Linked DNA regions of Danio rerio: region 1 is linked to region 2. The links are chromatin contacts, called in public Hi-C maps. All regions are on one chromosome and are shown on one strand. The core of a region is the stretch at or near the end of the contact, and the rest is flanking DNA. Distances in the headings are between cores, read along the strand shown.

The links. A called contact is a pair of places that touch in the nucleus more often than the background predicts.
Region 1: a Hi-C map of embryo shows a contact between it and region 2, with 2.2 times the contacts expected there. The contact joins the enhancer-like site here to the promoter of lhfpl5a in region 2. A contact is called at or near these places in 5 of 18 Hi-C or Micro-C datasets (caudal fin, embryo, skeletal muscle and 1 more) and 2 of 4 datasets of contacts at active chromatin or transcription factors (caudal fin and embryo).

Annotation. Positions count from the first base shown.
Region 1 is chr11:2,954,143-2,959,911 of GRCz12tu, reverse strand. It overlaps kif21b (kinesin family member 21B), which reads right to left. Exons shown (of 34, transcript XR_012386930.1): 5 at 5,286-5,420; 6 at 2,520-2,687; 7 at 1,350-1,465. Among named protein-coding and RNA genes, the nearest start is that of kif21b, 54 kb to the right of the region's middle. Within about 2 kb of position 1,636, at least 6 of the 62 cell types and tissues checked have an H3K27ac peak or open chromatin away from gene starts, as enhancers often do.
Region 2 is chr11:2,889,497-2,896,151 of GRCz12tu, reverse strand. lhfpl5a (LHFPL tetraspan subfamily member 5a) reads left to right here and starts at 2,659. Exons shown (of 6, transcript XM_017358406.4): 1 at 2,659-3,145. LOC141376507 (a long non-coding RNA gene) reads right to left here. Exons shown (of 4, transcript XR_012386942.1): 4 at 5,205-6,078.

The sequences.
Region 1 (5,769 bases), core at 387-2,886, 65 kb before region 2:
CACGATACTCCAAAACACAAGGGCGATCTTAAGCGAAAATGACTCTTATAAGGTGTTTTATAAATGCAATATTTTAAACTAACCAGTAGCTACAGTGCATCCGGAAAGTATTCACAGCAATTCACTTTTTCCACATTTGTTTATGTTACAGCTTTATTCCAAAATGGATTAAATTAATTTATTTCTTTAACACACACACACACACACACATACATACATACATATATATATATATATATATATATATATATATATATATATATATATATATGTATGTATGTATGTCTATATATATAAATATACATATATATGTATGTATGTATGTATGTATATATACATATATGTGTGTGTGTGTGTGTATATGTATATATTTTTTACAAAAAAATAAATCTTTATAATATTACCTGTTCATGGGCAATAATGTAGGCTTAGCAGTGTCTTCACATATAACAATAACTAAGATGTCCTGTAAAAGGTGTGGTAGAGTAATTATATTTATCATATTCTAAAATAATAGTGGTTGAAGGGAACAAAAAAGTCCAACAAAGCTACTGTCTGCGCAACCTGAAAAACCTGAAACATATCTTCATAATAACAATCTACCCCAAATTGTCAAGAGTTAAAGCTGGGGTTAATCTTTCGTAACAATTATTAGCTTATTTTAAGAACAATAGAGCTGAAAGGGAGTTACCTACTCTACAAAAACCAGTGTGTGAGTGTGTCACATTTACTGCATACACACTGACACACTCAATAGTGTAGATCTGGTGTGTGTTCCTTCTTTTTTTCCCTATCTCAGTTAGTTTAAACAAAAATACTCAATTACTGTCCAACACTGACTTTAAAGGATACTAGTATCTTGAAACAGATCTAGTCAAATATTATGTGCTGTTATCATGGCAAAGATAAAAGAAATCAGCGACTATAAATATAGTTATTAAGACTATTCCCTGCTGAAAAAACAGCATAAACCAGCCTAAGCTGCTTGGCTGGTTTTAGCTGGTTGACCAGCCTGGTTTAAGCTGGATATAGCTGGTTTTGTCTGGGCTCCAAGTCTGACTAGGCTGGTCAAGCTGGTTTTAGCTGGTAATTTTCCAGCTTGACCATCTAAGACCAGGCTGGATATGGCAGGAAACCAGCCTGGAAGTGGCTAAAACCCCTCTAAAACCAGGCTGGTCAACCAGCGAAAACCAGCCAACCAGCCTAGGCTGGTTTAAGCTGTTTTTTCAGTAGAGTTATGTTTAGAAATGCGTTTTTAAATATCTTCTTTGTGTTAAACAGAAATTAGGGGAAACAATATATACAGGGGGGCTAATAATTCTGACTTCAACTGTACATGCACCCATTACCTGTTTCCTCCCAGTGAGTCCTGCAGCAGGCGGGTGAGTTTGGAGTCTCTGTAAGGCACATGTCCAGCCCTCTTACTCTGATCCCCCAGAGCACTAATCACGTTACCCAGAGCCAGCTGCCAAACACACACAAACACAGAGAGAGAGACATGGTCACGCTCCATCGCATGCTGCCATCTATGAGTAAAAGCTTTTAAATGGGCTTCTTAAAACAAGTATGTGGGCTCAGAAAACAATAGAGCTCAAACAATGGCTCTTCTTGGCTTTCCTCCAGCTCTTCTTCACGACTCGCTGTAATTACCTTTACTTCCCATCATGCTCTGACAGCTTTACCCAGCACAGACCATAAGAGAGCAGTAATGAATCTCAAACTAATGCGCTACCGATATTACAGCGGAAAAAATACGACTCAGCTAAATGGCCTTTAACAATTATGATAATGAGTTTTTTCCTTCTTTAAATATCCCTGACATGGCCAGTTTTACAGGGTTGATTTTGTGCTCATTTATTTAAGCATGGTTAAAGGGACTGATCTCTTGATTATGATTCAGTCATGATCTACTTTCATATTGGTATATTTTGTGAGCCAGTTTGTGTACATACACAGACTGGAACGGCAAAGAAAGCGTTCCTGCAGGACTCCCAGAGTTCATCAAGATTCTTTGTGTTCATCTTCAATGCCTCCTCCTTCATCTTACCACAGACATGCTCAATAATGTTCATATCTGATGACTGGGCTGGCCAATCTTAGAGCAGCCTGACCTCCTTTGCTTTCAGGAACTGATGTGGAGGCTGAAGTATGAGCAGGAGCGCTATCCTGCTGGAGAATTGTCCCTCTCCTGTGGTTTGTAATGTAATGGGCAGCACAAATGTCTTGATACCTCAGGCTGTTGATGTTGATCATCCACTCTGCAGATCTCTCCATACTGAATGTAACCCCAAACCATGACTTCTCCTTCACCAAACTTGACTGATTTCTGTGAGAACCACCAACTTATCCAGAATATGTTTTACACAGTGGATGCCCTTGCAGATGCAACCTAGTACTGGGAAATACCCATACACACTCATACACTACGGCCAATTAAGCTCATTGAATTCACCTATAGCGCATGTGTTTGGACTGCGGGGGAAAGCCGAAGGAAAATCAAATGAATGAATGTGTCATACCAGTCCACAGTTGATGGAGATGCCCTCCCGTGCGCGCTCTCCTGTGGCTCCGGTGCGTTTGAGACGCTCTGATCCCGCCAGATCCACAAAGTGAAACTTGGCAGAGAGCGTCTCGTATTCGGACTGAGACATGGAGCCGTCAGAGACTCCATTCAGCTCTCCGTTCACCTGGAGGAGCAGAGAGAAGCCCTGTAATTCACCATTACCACAAAAAACATCACAACATTATCAATAATAAAGGGACACAAACTAATATACAATTTCTGTTTTATGGAAAGCAGATTTTTTTTAAAGAGAAGTTTTAATAGCTCATTTCTAATCGCTGATTTATTTTATCTTTGCCATGATGACAGTAAATAATATTAGACTAAATATCCTTCAAGACACTTCTATACAGCTTAAAGTGACATTTAAAGGATTAACTAGATTAATTAGGCAAGTCATTGTATAACAGTGGTTTGTTCTGTAGAGTAGTGGTTCTCAAACTGTGGTACGTGTACCACTAGTGGTATACAGGCTTCCTTCTAGTGGTACGTGGAGGAATTGCTGAATAGTTAAAGTAAAACAATGAACACACTTTTTATCCTTTGACGTGTATGATAACAACAAAGTGATCAGGAAATAGATTTTAATAGGCTAAACCTTTTATTTTATTTCTAATTGTCTAATGTTTTCTATGTCTTCTAACCTTTGAAGCTAATTTCTCCCCATATTTGGAACGGTTGTAGGAGGCGTATCCTGTTTTTTAAATCCCAATGTTGACAGGCATAGTTAAATACTTTGCTTTTCTGACACACACAGCCTACTCTAACGCGCAGTGAGCAGATGTAATTTCTGTATTAGGTATGTAAATCCAAATTGTATATTTAAAATACAAGTTAATGTTTAGATTTCAAAGATATACAAATAAGTCATATATACATGCAATATACAGGGTGGGCCATTTATTTGGAGACACCTTAATAAAATGGGAATGGTTGGTGATATTAACGTCCTGTTTGTGGCACATTAGTATATGTGAGGGGGCAAACTTTTCAAGATGGATGGTGACCATGGTGGCCATTTTGTAGTCGGCCATCTTGGATCCAACTTTTGTTTTTTCAATAGGAAGAGGGTCACGTCTTGTATCTTCACACCATAGACATTTGCCTTCAGATGATCCCAAAGATAAGCCTAAGGGGGTAAGATCGGGAGACCTTGGGGGCCATTCAACTGGCCCATTATGACCAATCCACTTTTCAGGAAACTTTTCATCTAGGAATGCTCGGACCTGACACCCATAATTTGGTGGTGCACCATCTTGCTGGAAAAACTCAGGGAACGTGCCAGATTCAGAGCATAAAGAGGGAAACACATCATCATGTAGCAATTTCAAATATCCAGTGGCCTTGAGATTTCCATTGATAAAGAATGGCTGCACTATATTGTCTATGGTGTAAAGATTAAAGATGTGCAGCACCTGAAACTTCGGATACTGGAAGCCTGTGCTGGCATTTCTCCTGCGGTGTTGCTATGAGTGTGTGAAGAGTGGGAGCAGAGGCTTGCATTGACAAACCAACACAATGGACAGCACACTAAACACATTTTATAAGTGATCAGAAACTTGTAAATAACTCATGTTAGAATAAAGTAACGTTAAAACCAAGCACACCATTGTTTTTCTTGTGAAATTCCCAATAAGTTTGATGTGTCACATGACCCTCTTTCTATTGAAAAAACTAAAGTTGGATCCAAGATGGCCGACTTCAAAATGGCCACCATGGCCACCACCCATCTGAATGTAAATGGCCCACCCTGTATATTCCAAAATGTATCCAAAAAAAATGTATATATAAATATGATGACATATAGCCCATATTTATGAGGTCCAAGGAACATTTCCAGGTTTTGATGAATAGGCTACTTCATGATTATTCTTTACATTTAAGTACAGCAGTTTTTTTTTTACTTTCTAGATCAGTGCCATTTTTAATTAACTTTTTAATGTTGATGTTTTATGTTTCTTTTTTTATCAGTAAGCACAGTACAGTGTTAAAGATTAAACTATTTAAAGTAAAATGTTTAAAGTGGCTGACAATAATAAATATTAATAATAATAGGAATTAATCTGCCTCGTTTTTGAACTGTGCAGAGCTGTGGCTGCTTAATTAGGCATACTACGCTACTGTATTTCAATACTGCTCATTATAGTGGTACATGGAGAGACTATTTTTTTCTGAGGTGGTACTTGATGGAAAAAGTTTGAGAACCACTGCTGTAGACAATCAAAAACAAATATTGCTTAAGGGGGCTAATAATATTGACCTTAAATTGTTTTGTTTTTTATTAAAAACTGCTTACATTCTAGCTGAAATAAAACAAATCAGACTTTATGCAGAAGAAAAAATATTATAGGAAATACTGTGAAAAAATCCTGAATCTGTTAAACATCATTTGGGAAATATTTGAAAATATGATAACATTCACAGGAGGGTGAATCATTCAACTCTATTGCATGTTTTATTATAACAACAACAATGATTTTTCAGTACATTGTGAAGCTCTAAATTAGAGTCACAAATGAAGTGTGATGCGTCGAGTTTCAGTGTGCTCTGGCATGTTCACTGACATTTATAATTCCTGTGGTTTAACATAATGACTTTCGTTTATACAGCAGCGGCGCTCTGAATTTTAATGCTTTAAAACATTCGACCTGCTCAAACTTGCTGATGTCTCTGTGATGCAGGAGCTTGTGTTAATGTTAAGATGTTGGGCTTGTTTTTGTACCAGTTGTGGCTGTGGGCAGACTCTCATCTGGCAGAGGTGGATGGTGAAGATGGCGTGCGAACGGGAGCTCTGGGCGTTCATCTGTGTGCTGGCGGTGGTGCGGGAGAGAGCGCCCAGCTTTAGACACTGCAGGAGCTGAACATACACACACACAAATGCAGCGTGAATAACACTGCCACTGAATACACTAGTCAACAAGCGAAGTGAGTAAAAATGGTTTGGGCTGCTTGATTGAATGTGATGATATGGAGGCAGATCGATCTCAAAAGTAAAACACTAACAAAAAGAATTCATACACAATTCACATCTACAACACTGAATTCGTAAATTGAACACTGTCACGCCCCGTGTGGCTCGGAGGATGAAAAAGGGCTTAACATAATTATGACAACGCAATATTTTAAGAATTCCTCTGAGATGTTAACTGCTATGAATCAACACAGACAACGACGTGGCAAAAAAAAAACTGGTTCGCTTTATTACA
Region 2 (6,655 bases), core at 1,410-3,909:
TGGGTAATAGTAGAAAAAGTTATGGTGCGGCCTCTTTAAAGTTGTAGTAATAGTTTTTGATGACAGGGCTTTAGTATGCGCACACTTCAGTCGAATGGTCGCCCCACAGCAGACAAAAGCTTCATACAATAGCCAGGAGCGCAGCGGTGCGGCTGACCCATTCAGAGCGTGTGTGAGGGAGTGTGGGGGAGTAGATTAGCCACAGTCCATGCCTGTTTCTGTCCTGTGAATATAGCAGCAGACACACATTTGGGAAGAGCGAGGGAACGGCCAGTCAGCTGACAGCTCTGACTTCATCTAGGTCAGTCTGCTGTGTATGCGTGTGTGTGTGTGTATGTCTGTGCCCCAGGGCTACACACACACGTGACATAAAGACTCCCTCATCTGTCCCCAAATTACATCCATCCTCCCCCAGCAACATCACCATCTGTGGGGGAAAGGGTCTTGCCAAGGCGCCCAGGTTATAGTCCAATATTCACTAGATGTGGTTTCATGTAAAACGTCAATCTGCAAACTGTTGACTTTGTGTAGGCTACTGTATTAGTAGTTAAGACAAAACACATGCAAATTTTGTCAGCATGTTCTCTCCTTTGTTCCGAACCTGTGTGCATTTCTCCTTTTTTTCAGTGTAGACCGCGTCAATGTGGTCATGTCATTGGCCCATGAACATTTCCTGCTTGATATCAAACTATTTCATAACTCTAAAAAGAGGCAATTCAATCATAACTTCATGTTAAAACAGCTATCATAACATTATTTAGAGGTTCTTAATTGCATCTATCTTGAGAAACTGAGACATTGTTTTAAAGGATCACTGAACTCCTTTAACAAAACATGGAGTCCCATGCTGTCAGTCATTGAGAACCTTAACATTTCAGGAACTGCTGACTAGAATTTCGAAAGGGAGAAAGAGAGACTTCTAGTTTTTATTTTACATTTTCATCCTTTGTATTTACCCATATATTTATTTTCATTTATTTTATTTATAATTTTTTTTTCTAATGTTATTATTTATTTGTTTATATCTTTATTATTTATTTATCAGTGTCTTGATTCACCGTTACATACTTATTGAAGGCCTCAGAAAATAGGGAGGGGTGGGAGATGGGAGGGATGGTGCATAGAAGGGGGTAGAAAAATGTAAGGTTGTTTAAAGAGTTCTCCAGATTTCTTGTTTTTATTGCTATGTATTTCATGTCATCTCTTTGCTGATAGGACTTCTATTTTTCATATACATTTGCAAGTTTGAATAATATCTGGAAAAAAATGCAATAAAAATATTGGAAATAATAACATTATTTATCAATAATTTTGGATTTTTGGAAGCTTTAGAAGTTAATAATGTAAAACAGGAAATACGTTGGTACATTGTTTTTGTTTACATCCCTCACAACATAAAAGAAGATATATGTAAGAATTAAAACATGACCAAAGATTGCACTATCATGTTTTTCTCTTCTTCTTCATTCTTTTATATCACATTTTACCTGTTTTTATGTTTTGTTTTGTTTTTACGCATTTTTATTATTTGTTTTTATTTTTATTTTACTTGTTTCTTTTATTCTTGTTTATGTAAAGCACTTTGAATTGCCATTGTGTATGAATTATGCTATATAAATAAACTTGCCTTGCCTATACTTGCCTTGCCTTGCCTTGCCTTGCAAAGTCATTTAGGTGAACTATTAGCCACCCAAATTTTTCTGCTTAACCTGATCTCATGAGGAAATGTAGGTATTTTACGTTTTGTCAGTTTAGTGGCTAATTCGAGTTAAGTCGTACGAAATTTTAAAAAGGAGGTGTGGCAACCAACGCCACCCCTAACCTCAACCGTCATTGGGTGATGAGCAAATTGTACTCAGTTGTAGGAATTAGATTGTACGAATTCATACGAATTAGCCACTAAATCAAAAACTTATGAATTGCCGTGAGATTGCGTTGGTTTAACGGAAAGCTTTTTTCAACACATTTCTAAACACATTTCTTTAATAACTCATTACTAGGCCTAAAAGGAAACTGCGTGCGCAGAAATCCGCAGATTTTCAGCTCATCACTGAGTCTGCTTATTTACTTGTGTAAATGTGCGTAAATTGATATTCATTCAGTTTTTAAAATTGATTCCAGTAATAATATTGACTAAAATGAAGTGTTCATTTGATTTATTTACAATACAGTTTGTAAAGTAATATTTTAGAAGATATATTTTATGATTTGAGTTTTGATTGGATTTATTTATTTTAGATCAAAAATATCATACATAAAATATCATTAACAAAAAATACATTTCAACATGGTCGAAAATGGAGTGGGATGAAGCGCAAGATTATTATTTTCCCACCCCATTACCACATACTTCATTCATCTATTACTTAAACTTATTTCTTCTGTTACTCATCTCCTTTTTTACGTGAGAAATATTTTATCCTTTTGGCATCTTTGATATATTATATGTTTAAATCCATTTAAACCTTAATATATATATATATATATATATATATATATATATATATATATATATATATATAGGAAAAAATATAATATTTTGACATTAACTGCATGTGTTTTGGCAAAGGCTCCATGTTAGCTGTGTTTTGATTAGCTTGCCGTGTTAATCAGTTGCAACAAATGGCGTCTGGCTTTCTGTGAAGTAAAAGAATAATTACTTCAGCGGATGTTGACAAAGGAGAAGATGGTGTGATGAATGCACAGTTGGCTGAGGAAGAAGTCAATGGTCGGGGCGGTCTGGTGGTCAAAAGAAGGTCTCTTCAGGGGGGCTCCATTCTGTGTCGCGTGCTGTTTCCCCCCCACCTCTCAAACCCGCGGGCTTCTGAGTTTCACGCTGGGTTCAGGCGGTGGGGCTGAGCATCGCCTGTGGGACTTGCCCCACTGACACGGTTATTGATAGCGTCAGTGCCACATGATGGACAGAAAGGCCCGGTGTGTGGACGGATGACGGGGAGGTCACGGCGGAGCAGAAAGGGAGAGATTTCTTTTGTCCTGGATGGGTAAAAAGAGCAGACAGGCCTAAACTGGAGCACTCGGAAACACATGAGTGCACATGACAGGAGAGGCCATTCACGTATGGGACGAGGGAGAAAAACAAAGCCAATGGCTGCTGGCTAATTCAGTAACTCTGTCTGTGAAATATGTAAGTGGTACCACTCAAAAGTCTAGAATATTTACGAGTTTTCTTCATTCATGTGCTTCAGGGTTTCTCTGAGGTGTGCATGGAGTCCGTGTTTCACTGTGATCCTCCTCCAAGTAAAGTCTTTAAATTATAGGTCTCAATCTCAATTCCTGGAGGGCCGCAGCTCTGCACAGTTTTGCTCCAATCCTATCAAACACAGCTGATCCAAATAATCGAGGTGTTTAAAAGAGTCATGAGCACCTTCATAAGTTGGATCAGCTGTTGTATCAGGGTTGCAGCAAAACTACGCAGAGCTGCGGCCCTCCAGGAATTGAGTTTGAGACCTATGATTTAAATGTATTCAATTTGTAGTCCTTATCATTGTGGGCGTCAGACACAATTGTAGGCGATCCAGGGCTCTACACAAAAATTAGTTGGGGATTTGTGTCTAGGGTGGACTGTTAATGGTAGACATAGATCCTGATGGTATTGGGGTATAAATATCCACCTCAACAGTGTGGTTGAGGGGATTTCCTTGAGCAAGGCACCAAACCCCTAACTGCTCCCTGAGCAGCCCACTGCTCCTGGTGTGTACACGATAGACCAGGGATGTCAAACTCAATTCCTAGAGGGCCGCTGCAATGCACAGTTTAGTTCCAACCCTGCTCCAACACACTTACCTGCAGGTTTCAAACAAGCCTGAATGACTCAATTAGTTTGATCAGGTGTGTCTAATTAGGGTTGGAACTAAACTGTGCAGGGCCCTCCAGGAATTGAGTTTGACATCCCTGCGATAGACTGATTTATATGTGGATGCCATTTAAATAGCGAAATCGAGACTGCGGTGGGAAGAAGTCACAAACAGGAATGTTGAGTACATGGTTGCATATCTTATCAGCGAAGAGAAAGCGACCCAAATTAATCATTTCACTGCCTTCCAAGTGACCCGAACATCCGTTCTGAATGGAAAGTAAAATAAAAAGGGATTTCATTTTCAGCTAAGTTAAGGGAAATGACACTAGTTTGCTAACGTTATTTTTTCCAAACCAGGGTATACGCAGGAATCCTAAAGGTAATTTCAATACCTTTTTAAGTGAAGTTTATTCGTAAACTAATTTCGAGAGGATCACATGCTTATGATTGACACGGCTAGCCCCGAGTCAAGCTAATGTACGAATCACCAATCAGACTATTCCTAACCCAGTACAAATAACCAAACATCTTACCTTTAGTCATCTTCGTCTTGAAGAATCTCCCCTTCCACCCCTTCTCCTCCTCTGTTGTACAGGGCAGCACAGCGGCCCCACAGCAAAAAATGTCTCCGACTCGGGAATCCACCCAACCGGACAGCATTTTCGTGCGGAGTTCATGTTCTCCCCGTGCTTGCGTAGGTTTTCCCCGGGTCCTCCGGTTTCCTCCCACACTCCCAAAAACATGAGACTTAAGTAAATTGACTAAACCAAATTAGCACCAAATTCAATTCTGTCAGCAACACATCACCTTAGCAATCCTTGCGCAGCAGGAGGGGGGGGTTCTCGAGATCTACTCGAGTTTAAACTCCCCTCTCGCCCTGCAACGGGAGGGAGCTCCGGGCTCGAGGATCTTTTGAGCTTGGGGCTCTCTCCCGGGACAGCATGCCAAACTAGCTTATTACCAATCATCAGCTAAGTGTGAACTCTTGAAAGTCCTTCTGATAATATATTAAGACCTCGTCGACCAGTATCAAACCTTCAACTTAATAAATAGTTGTTAATAAACAGTTGTAGTTAAATAAATCAATGGAGCACAACCATGCAACAGAAGCTCGGAGGAACCAAAGCTTGAAAGATTAAAATTACACGGTTGTTTTCAGCAACAGGCTTCAGCCACTGTTTAAACTCGTCTTTCTCCAACCAGAAGTACGCAAATAACATTTTCCTATTGTGCCGTCTGTTTCGCTCTGTGGTTTCGCTACATGTGGAGAGCGTCACATCACCTTCCTGCAATTGTCGCAAATTACGTGACATCACCCTGACGGAGGAGCTTGGCCAGACGCACTCCGGCCCGAACCAATCACATAGATCAAGTACGCCGCTGTTAATATTAGGAGGAAAATACATATATTTATTGGGTGTTTTATAGAATTAAACACTTTGAACAAAATTTAAGACCTCGTAAAGACATGATTAATACTTTTTAAAACCTTTTCACGGCCTTAATTTTCTCTTAAATGATTTATCAACTTTTAATATTTTTTAAAACCCCACGGACACCCTGCAAACACACGTTCTAGATGCCATTTATCAAACTCAAGTTAATGAACTGATTCTTTGACTGTATTAGACTTGTCATGATACTGAATTTCTATACTGAAATAAAAAACAGCAATTTTCCCACTAACATTTAAGCGCTGTTGAATGCGAAGGACGGCACAGTGGTGCAGTGGGTAGCGCTGTCGCCTCAAAGCAAGAAAGTCGCTGGTTCGAGCCTCGGCTGGGTCGTTTGCCATTTCTGTGTGGAGTTTGTTTTTAGGTACATTTTGTACCTTGCTTCCAATACGGTTCAAAAAAAGCAGAGGCCGTGCAGAGCCCATGACAACAATAAAGGCTTTTGTGCAGTCTATCATTCAGAACATCCACAAAGAGGCTGCAGTGTGAAAAGACAAAGCTCATTTCCACCTGAGGGCGAAACACATCATGGGATGAGCATCTGTCTGCGGCCACATGAGAACACGACTCTCCTTATGATCTCTGCTCACACCTGATTTAATAATAGACATCAGCAGTCTGGATCTCGGGAAAATGCAACCCAAAAACACGCGGGGTTAAATGGCTGCAGAATACGGCTGCTGAAGTGCAGCGCTCGTTACTGTAAGTACATCTGACTGGAGGACACCAGCTGTCTGGGTGGACCGCTGAATGACATGAAATCGCCGGGATGGATGTGCGTCTCTGTGGTGTTGCACTTTTAATCTGCTAAGAAATGTTTTAAAGGGACAGCTATTAATTAAAAAATCATTTTTCTCTCAATCTTCACTTGTTTCACACCTTTATGAGTTGATTTATTCTGTTGAACACAAAAGAGGTTATGTTGAAAAATGCTGGAAACCTGTAACCATTCATTTCCATAGTATTTGTTTTACCTACTATGTAATGTGCTATGTTTTTTAACATTCTCCAAAATAGATTTTGTGTGTTCAGCAGAAAAAAGAACCTCATAAACAACTGGAACCACTCAAAGGAGAGTAAATATCTAGTCGATAACATTTTTAGGGTGAATTAAGCCTTTAATAGGAATATGACACAGCAAAAATGCAGCAATGTATAGAACTATCATTCATATATTTTCCTTTTCCATTCATTAACGTAGTCCCGCTTTATGGAGACCGCAAATTATGTAGCTGGAGGTTTGATGGCTGCATTTAATATTTTTAAGTGAATGCTATAGGGTGGTATGACGCCGTTTCTGTTAGCGCTTACTGGCTGACCGTTTTCCTCTGTGTGGAGGACTTTCCCGCGGCGACCAGTTTGTCCAGTTAGCTCATTGTGTATG